Regions from separate parts of the Mus musculus genome. Here region 2 is linked to region 1. The links are chromatin contacts, called in public HiChIP or PLAC-seq maps. All regions are on one chromosome and are shown on one strand. The core of a region is the stretch at or near the end of the contact, and the rest is flanking DNA. Distances in the headings are between cores, read along the strand shown. Region 1 overlaps Cmah (cytidine monophospho-N-acetylneuraminic acid hydroxylase). Region 2 overlaps Ripor2 (RHO family interacting cell polarization regulator 2).

Region 1 (3,392 bases), core at 253-2,752:
GCACTGTGCATCAAGGCGATTATACAAAACTGTCTACTTTATATGTATATACATGAACTTGTGCATGTGTCAGAGGTCCGTTCAGGTGTGTCTTCCTTAAGAGATGGCCACCTTGTTTTGAGACTGGATCTCATTGGCTGGAACCCACTGGTTAGGATAGGCTGGCTGGCCAGCAAGCCCCAGAGATCTGCCTGTCTTCCTCTTCTTAGCACTGGAATGACAAACATGCTCCACCAAGCCTGCCTTTCTGTATGGATGCTGAGGAGTAACTTGGGTTCCCATACGCATATGACAAACACTTTCCCAACTAAGTCATCTCTGTAGTCCTGCCACTGTACTGCAGAGGCAAGTATTAACACATAATAAATACAGAGGGTGGGCACTGGTGGGATAAATGAATATAAATGCATGGGTCAAGAAAATTACCGTTTCCACAGCATGTGGCCTTTTTGATCACATGTAGGTTGGAGCAAGCTTTGTAGCACAGCTAACAAGACTCTATGCTTAGCTATGGGAAGGGCAAATCTGACTTGTGCCACAAAAGCTGATCTCAGGCTCCGTCTCAGCCATTGCTTTTAGCAATTTTCTTTCCCGGTTTTATTGTTCTCTCTCCTTTTGTACTCAGGATTTCTCTCCAAAACAGCATCTGTTTTCCTTTGTAGACTGTGTCACCTCAACCCTTTCAAGCAGCCTGTGGACTCTGAGCAGGTGAGCTCACTAGTTTATACCTCTATACCTTTATATGTTTATTCTTATGCCTTAAGTGTTTTCATGCAATCTCTCTTTCATGATCCCTTGGAAGTCACATTTCCTGTAATTCAGGTGACAGAGCGAAAGCCATACGATACATGGCTAGGTGTCTACCAGTCCCACACGGTGCTTACCTGGGACTTACCAGGTCCAGACTAATCACAGTGCATTAGGAACGACTTCCAGTTGGGTGGTGTTAGAGGGAGTTTTATCTGAAAATGATTCCAAAACCTGCAAGAAACAAAGCAAAGAGACATGAACATTGAATGTCAAAGCCTCTTGCTTGGCCAGGAATTCTTTGGTGCCTGGTCTCAGCTCTCCCCAGAGGACAGTCTTGCTCTGCTGTTTCAGTAACTGAATTTTTGAGACCCTTAAAACAGGACAGCTATCTGTCTGTTTGTGGTGAGCCCACTTTACGGAGTTCCCATTAGTGAAAGTTACCCTCATACAAGATGCACAAAAGCATCATGTTGGAGTGTTAGTGAAGGTGACCACACCCCCTTAGATGTAGGAAGGTGAACCTGCTCCCTGAAGAATGGCCTGGCTGAACTAGCCCCAGAAATGGCACACACAAGAACTCAGGAAAGCATGGGGGACTTGCCAAGAGATGCAGACATGACTCATCCAACCACTGTTTCAAATGGTAAGAAGCAGATTGTCTATACTTGTGTGGCACTGAGACACTGTGGTATCATCTGCCCCCACCCCCAGCAATAGGTGACAAGTTTTTGAAGACGTTATATCCACAGAAGTGTGGGTATGCAGAGATATAGGCCAGGAAGACACAGCCCTTTATCAAGAGTCATCCTGAGAGAGGGCAGAGGGAGAGGCAGGAAACAGACAGGTTTCACAGGAGGGGCAACTGAAACCATAAGGGCTATAACAGACGACACATACTCCTACGTTCTTTATATTTTAAAATACAATTTTAAGACACTAAGGGGTGGGGGCTGCGTGTGGTAGCTCACACCTGTTATCTCAGTATTTTGGAAGCTGAGCCAGGGAGGATCATGGGAGGTTTGGGGACAGCTTAGGTTCTGAAATGAGTTCCAGGCTGATCTGGGGTATAGAACGAAGGCCTGTCTCAACCAACCCAACCAAACAAAGGAAACCAAAATTTTAAAAGAAATAAGTTTAAAAAAATGTAAACGAATATTTCAATGCACTCGCTAGAGGGCTTTACTTAGACGTTCTAATTTTTTTAAAAATTCTACTCTAATTAGTTTATTTTGTGTGTGTTTCTATGTGTGTGAGAATGCATGCATGTGTGCCTGGTGTGCATGTAGTGGTCAGAGAACAACGTTCAGTAGTCATCTCTTTCCCTCCACTGTATGTCCCACTGGAACTGAATTCCGGTCAGCAGGCTTAACAACAGAACCCGTTCCTGCCGAACCATCTCTGCAGCCCAGACATTTTACATAATAGGACTTTTCAAAATTAAATGTCTTCATCTTTTCAGAGAGCCAGTAGTGATGGTAAGACTACATTCTTTTCACTGACCTTGTGCATGTAAAGATAGAAATCTTTCTCAGATCCCAAATATGATCTTAATAATATGTGAAGTTTCTGAGTATAAGCAAGCACAAATACAGTGGGCCATTCCTGTAAACCCCCAGTCTACAGAACACTGAGCTCAAGTTTCTTGTTAAAAAGGAGAGCCAGATATGATGTAAACCCAGCCTATGAGAGACGATGAAGTAGAGATTGTCAGGAGTTAGCCTGGGCAACAGGATGATATGTTGTCAAAAACACAGAGGAAAAAAAAAAGATGGAGCCCCATATCTCTGCTAACTTGGGGAGCACGGTCAGCCAGTGACTACACTTCCCTGTATAACCCCCTGTGCCCCATGCCCCTCCCCACACACAGCCCCGTGGCCTCAAGCATTCTCAGGATAGGCTTACAGATGATGGTATATATCAGGGTCCCGCAGCAATCGGGTCTGGAATCCAATATACAGATCATCCCACAGCAGGCCGTTCTTCACCACGTACCTGATGACATCCACCCGGCTATGGATCTGAAATGGAAACACAGCAGCTCTCAGGGGGCCCTGGCAAGGTTTGGGAGTCCATTCCCTCCTATCCTTAGAAAAAGTAGCTACCACGCTGACAGGAGTGCAGAGTGAAAGAGAGAAGGGGAGAAGTCTCCTGGAGGCAGGTCACAGGCTGAGAACAGAAGGAGGGAGCCAAGAGCCACTGGGACAGAGTGGCGGGAAAGCAGGGTGCAGATGAGAAGCTGGGCAAATCCACAGCTCAAATCCAGGGTCGAGCTTATAACTACTGCCTCAGTTTCTTCATCTATAAAATGGAGATTAAAGGTGATATTCCTCATAGGACTGTAGGGAAAACAAGTAATTCTATGACCAGAAACATGAGGTTATACACTAGGTGGTCAATAAATGATACTATTGCCAAAAGCAGCAGGTGACCTGCCACCTGCCTCTGTGTTCATGGCAGCAAGTGTGTGTGTGTGTGTGTGTGTCCAGCCTGCCAAAAAGCATGGTTGCCTTAAATCAGGAGGTTAAAGTCATTAGGGAATCCCCACCACACCACCCGGACATCACGTGGTCACGCCAAGGGACTCGCCGGAAACTGGAGTCACATGAAACATGTCCACATTGACTAACTCCCTCTCCAGAGAC
Region 2 (3,413 bases), core at 594-3,093, 210 kb before region 1:
GTGATAAAAGTTGAGTTTAGGGCAACCAAGGAAGCATAAGAGAAAAGTGGGCAGAGGGATAGCAGAGCATATGGCTCAGGCATTCAGTGTCTCAGCCCAAGTCACTCAGTTCACAGTTGGTGACCAGGGCATCCACCCATGACAGAAGCTTACTCCCTCCAGATCTGAGATTTGGATTATGTGGGTGGGTGGGTGGGTAGTCCCTTCCCCATGCCATACCTTTTAGGTGCTTATGTTTTAAGCTGATGGGAATCCCTTCTCTAGTGAAAACTGGCATTTGATGGTTGATAGTGTCTGCTCAATTATTAGGACTTCTTCATAATGTGGCATTGAGGTGGTCATGTACTGGCAGCGGTGATGGTTAATTTCCATGGTCAAATTGTTTGAATAAGGAATGCCTAGAAGTGGGTATGGTGGTGGCTGACTATAGTGAGCAGAGTAAGAAATGCCTTTTAGACATGTAAAAATAGTGAGGATCCCACAAGACTGGGGAGTCTCCTGAGCCAGGACTACTGTTGGAGACTGAAACCAGACCTTTAGCTAAGTTATGTTCACAGGTGAGCAGATTTGGAGAGCTAGGCTAAGAACCATAGTTAAGAATTTACAGTGTGAACCTTGTGTGATGACCCTCAGCATAAGAAAATACAACGTTTGTTATACAAACTAAGTATGCCTACCTTATTGCTCGAAACAGTGACTATAACCCTAGCACTCAGTGGGTAGTGAGTGGTAAGAATATCAAGAGTTCAAGGTCAGCTTCAGGTATGTAACAAATACTCAATGAGACCCCATCCAGAAATAAGGAAATGAAAGGGAAGGGAAGGGAAGGGAAGGGAAGGGAAGGGAAGGGAAGGGAAGGGAAGGGAAGGGAAGGGAAGGACGAGACTCTGAGAATTAATGAGGCATAACCCTTTGGACATGTCCATGAGGGTGTTTCCAAGATCTTTAGAAGTTAAGACACACCCTGAATGCAGGCTTGGATATTAAACTGAATAAAACAAACAAACAAACAGGAGTGGTGGTGAGGTGAGCATCAGCATTGTCCTTTTTCTGCTCCTGGTCCTGGGAAATTTAAGGCATCTCAACTGCAGACCCCCACAGCCATGAGCTCTTTTATACCCTCCCGCCATGACCAAGTGTCCCCCACTCAAGCCATAAACTACAACAAACCCTTTCTTCCCAAAGTTCCCTTTTGAATCAGGTATTTGTCATAGAGATGGGAAAAGTAACTTAATGTAGGAGCCAGGACCCCAGGATTCAGCTTTAAGTCTGATGTCAGCTTACTGTGTGGCCTTGGAGACGTCATCTAATGCTTTTTGGCTACTGGTGTCCACACATGAAATGGAAGAAATTATCCCTCTCATCAAAAACAGAAGCATCTGATACCAGTGAACATCAGAAACGGCCTCAGCAGCCCTGTGTTAACACACGTGCTGACCCCAGTCTCTGTGTGCTGGCCTACATGCCCTGGGACGTGGGCAATCCTTGTGTTAACACTGGCAAAGTAACTCTGCTTTGTATGCTTGACTGCAATGAATCAGGCCGCTGACAGAACCATCCTGAAAGTTCAAAGAGACCTCTAGAACCTCCGTCCTGGCTGTGCAGATTCTGAACTGCTGAGAGGGAGCATGGTCCAGAGTGGTTTTGAACCACGAACTCAGGTAGAGACCTTAAGTGGAAGCAAATGGACCTGGAAAGTTAGAAAGATGCAGATGTCCATCACAGGCAAGGCGTTATGTATGTGCTTCACACACTTGCCGGCTGCCTGAGGAGGTCAGAGAGGGTATCAGATCCCCGGGGACTGGAGTTACCAGTGGTTGTAAGCTGCCGTGTAGGCACTGGGAACTGAACCCACATCCTCTTCAACCACTGGTGTTCTTAACTACTATGTCATCTCTCCAGCTCCACCCAGAACTGCTTTTAGAGGGGGTTTCCCCTTTTCACTCTTCTTATCACAGAGAGTGGGTAAGGTAATAATGCCCATTAGCGACCTAAGGATCAAACTGTTAAACAAGCAAACCAACCCAGAGAGAGGACTGCAGGGGCCCAGCTGCTCAGTACAGTTAAATGAGCCAAACATGGGAGAGAAAAGGGCTGGCTGTGATGCCACTGTCCCACGGCCCTGATGGGCACTGTGGACACTGCAGTGTGAGGCTCACCACATCTAGCTAGAGTTTTCCTTTTTCCTTTTGGGCTGCAGGTGCTGTAGCTTAAAGTAACAATGCTCTCGATTCGAACAGACTCACAGCAGCAACATGGGAGTGGAGGGACAAATGAAGTGATTGATGTGGCAGCAAGCCGTGGTGACATGGGTCTGGTGAGACAGGTATGGTGAGATGGGTATGGTGAGACAGGTATGGTGAGATGGGTATGGTGAGACAGGTATGGTGAGATGGGTATGATAAGACAGGTATGGTGAGACGGGTCTGGTGAGACAGGTATGGTGAGACGGGTATGGTGAGATGGGTCTGGTGAGACAGGTATGGTGAGATGGGTATGATAAGACAGATATGGTGAGACGGGTCTGGTGAGACAGGTATGGTGAGACAGGTATGGTGAGATGGGTCTGGTGAGACAGGTATGGTGAGATGGGTATAGTGAGACAGGTAAGGTGAGACAGGTATGGTGAGATGGGTATGGTGAGACAGGTATGGTGAGATGGGTATGATAAGACAGGTATGGTGAGACGGGTCTGGTGAGACAGGTATGGTGAGACGGGTATGGTGAGATGGGTCTGGTGAGACAGGTATGGTGAGATGGGTATGATAAGACAGATATGGTGAGACGGGTCTGGTGAGACAGGTATGGTGAGATGGGTCTGGTGAGACAGGTATGGTGAGATGGGTCTGGTGAGACAGGTATGGTGAGACAGGTATGGTGAGATGGGTCTGGTGAGACAGGTATGGTGAGATGGGTATAGTGAGACAGGTAAGGTGAGACAGGTATGGTGAGGCGGTCCTATAATCCCAGTGCTTGGCCCATCACAGGAGGAGAATTGACTGCCGTGAGTTTGAAACCAGCTTGAATTACACAGAAAGATTTTGTCTTCAAACTAAAAAGAAGATATTCAAAGTAGATAAATAAACAGATGGCTAAATGACAATGTAAAGAGGCTGCCAGGTAATCTAGAAGGCTGGATGGGGGTTTGTGTTAGATTAAAGGGAGCCCAACTGACAGCTAATTATAACACATGGACCTTGTGTGGGTCCTAATTGAAGCAACACAACTCTAGGAAGCATTTGTGAGACAGCTGGGGATATCTGCCAATGAACTAGGTTAATAACAAAGACTTGCTAATTTCATTAGATGCGATAATGGGACAACGGGCTGAGGCACTGCGGTTACATTACGTAAGATGGCCCTATTCTTTCAGAACTGTACTGAAGTTTACAGGTGCTGATCAGTGGAGTGAC

Evidence for each region. HiChIP or PLAC-seq counts read pairs in DNA pulled down with a chosen protein or histone mark.
Region 2: a BATF HiChIP or PLAC-seq map of CD8 T cells shows a contact between it and region 1, with 7 read pairs. The contact joins two enhancer-like sites. A contact is called at or near these places in 1 of 15 datasets of contacts at CTCF or cohesin (the NIH/3T3 cell line), 6 of 484 Hi-C or Micro-C datasets (B cells, the HPC-5 cell line, bone marrow-derived macrophages and 3 more), 8 of 115 datasets of contacts at active chromatin or transcription factors (CD8 T cells, T-cell acute lymphoblastic leukemia, cardiomyocytes and 5 more) and 4 of 9 other capture datasets (adipose tissue, embryonic stem cells, liver and 1 more).

What each region holds. Positions count from the first base shown.
Region 1 is chr13:24,466,136-24,469,527 of GRCm38.p6, reverse strand. It overlaps Cmah (cytidine monophospho-N-acetylneuraminic acid hydroxylase), which reads right to left. Exons shown (of 17, transcript NM_001111110.2): 15 at 2,653-2,768; 16 at 885-981. The coding sequence ends at 906. Among named protein-coding and RNA genes, the nearest start is that of Gm22013, 19 kb to the left of the region's middle. Within about 2 kb of position 1,502, at least 13 of the 459 cell types and tissues checked have an H3K27ac peak or open chromatin away from gene starts, as enhancers often do. A contact at or near this core is called in CD8 T cells, where this site is marked.
Region 2 is chr13:24,680,986-24,684,398 of GRCm38.p6, reverse strand. The region is part of intron 8 of Ripor2 (RHO family interacting cell polarization regulator 2); the gene reads right to left. Among named protein-coding and RNA genes, the nearest start is that of Ripor2, 44 kb to the right of the region's middle. Within about 2 kb of position 1,843, at least 25 of the 459 cell types and tissues checked have an H3K27ac peak or open chromatin away from gene starts, as enhancers often do. A contact at or near this core is called in CD8 T cells, where this site is marked.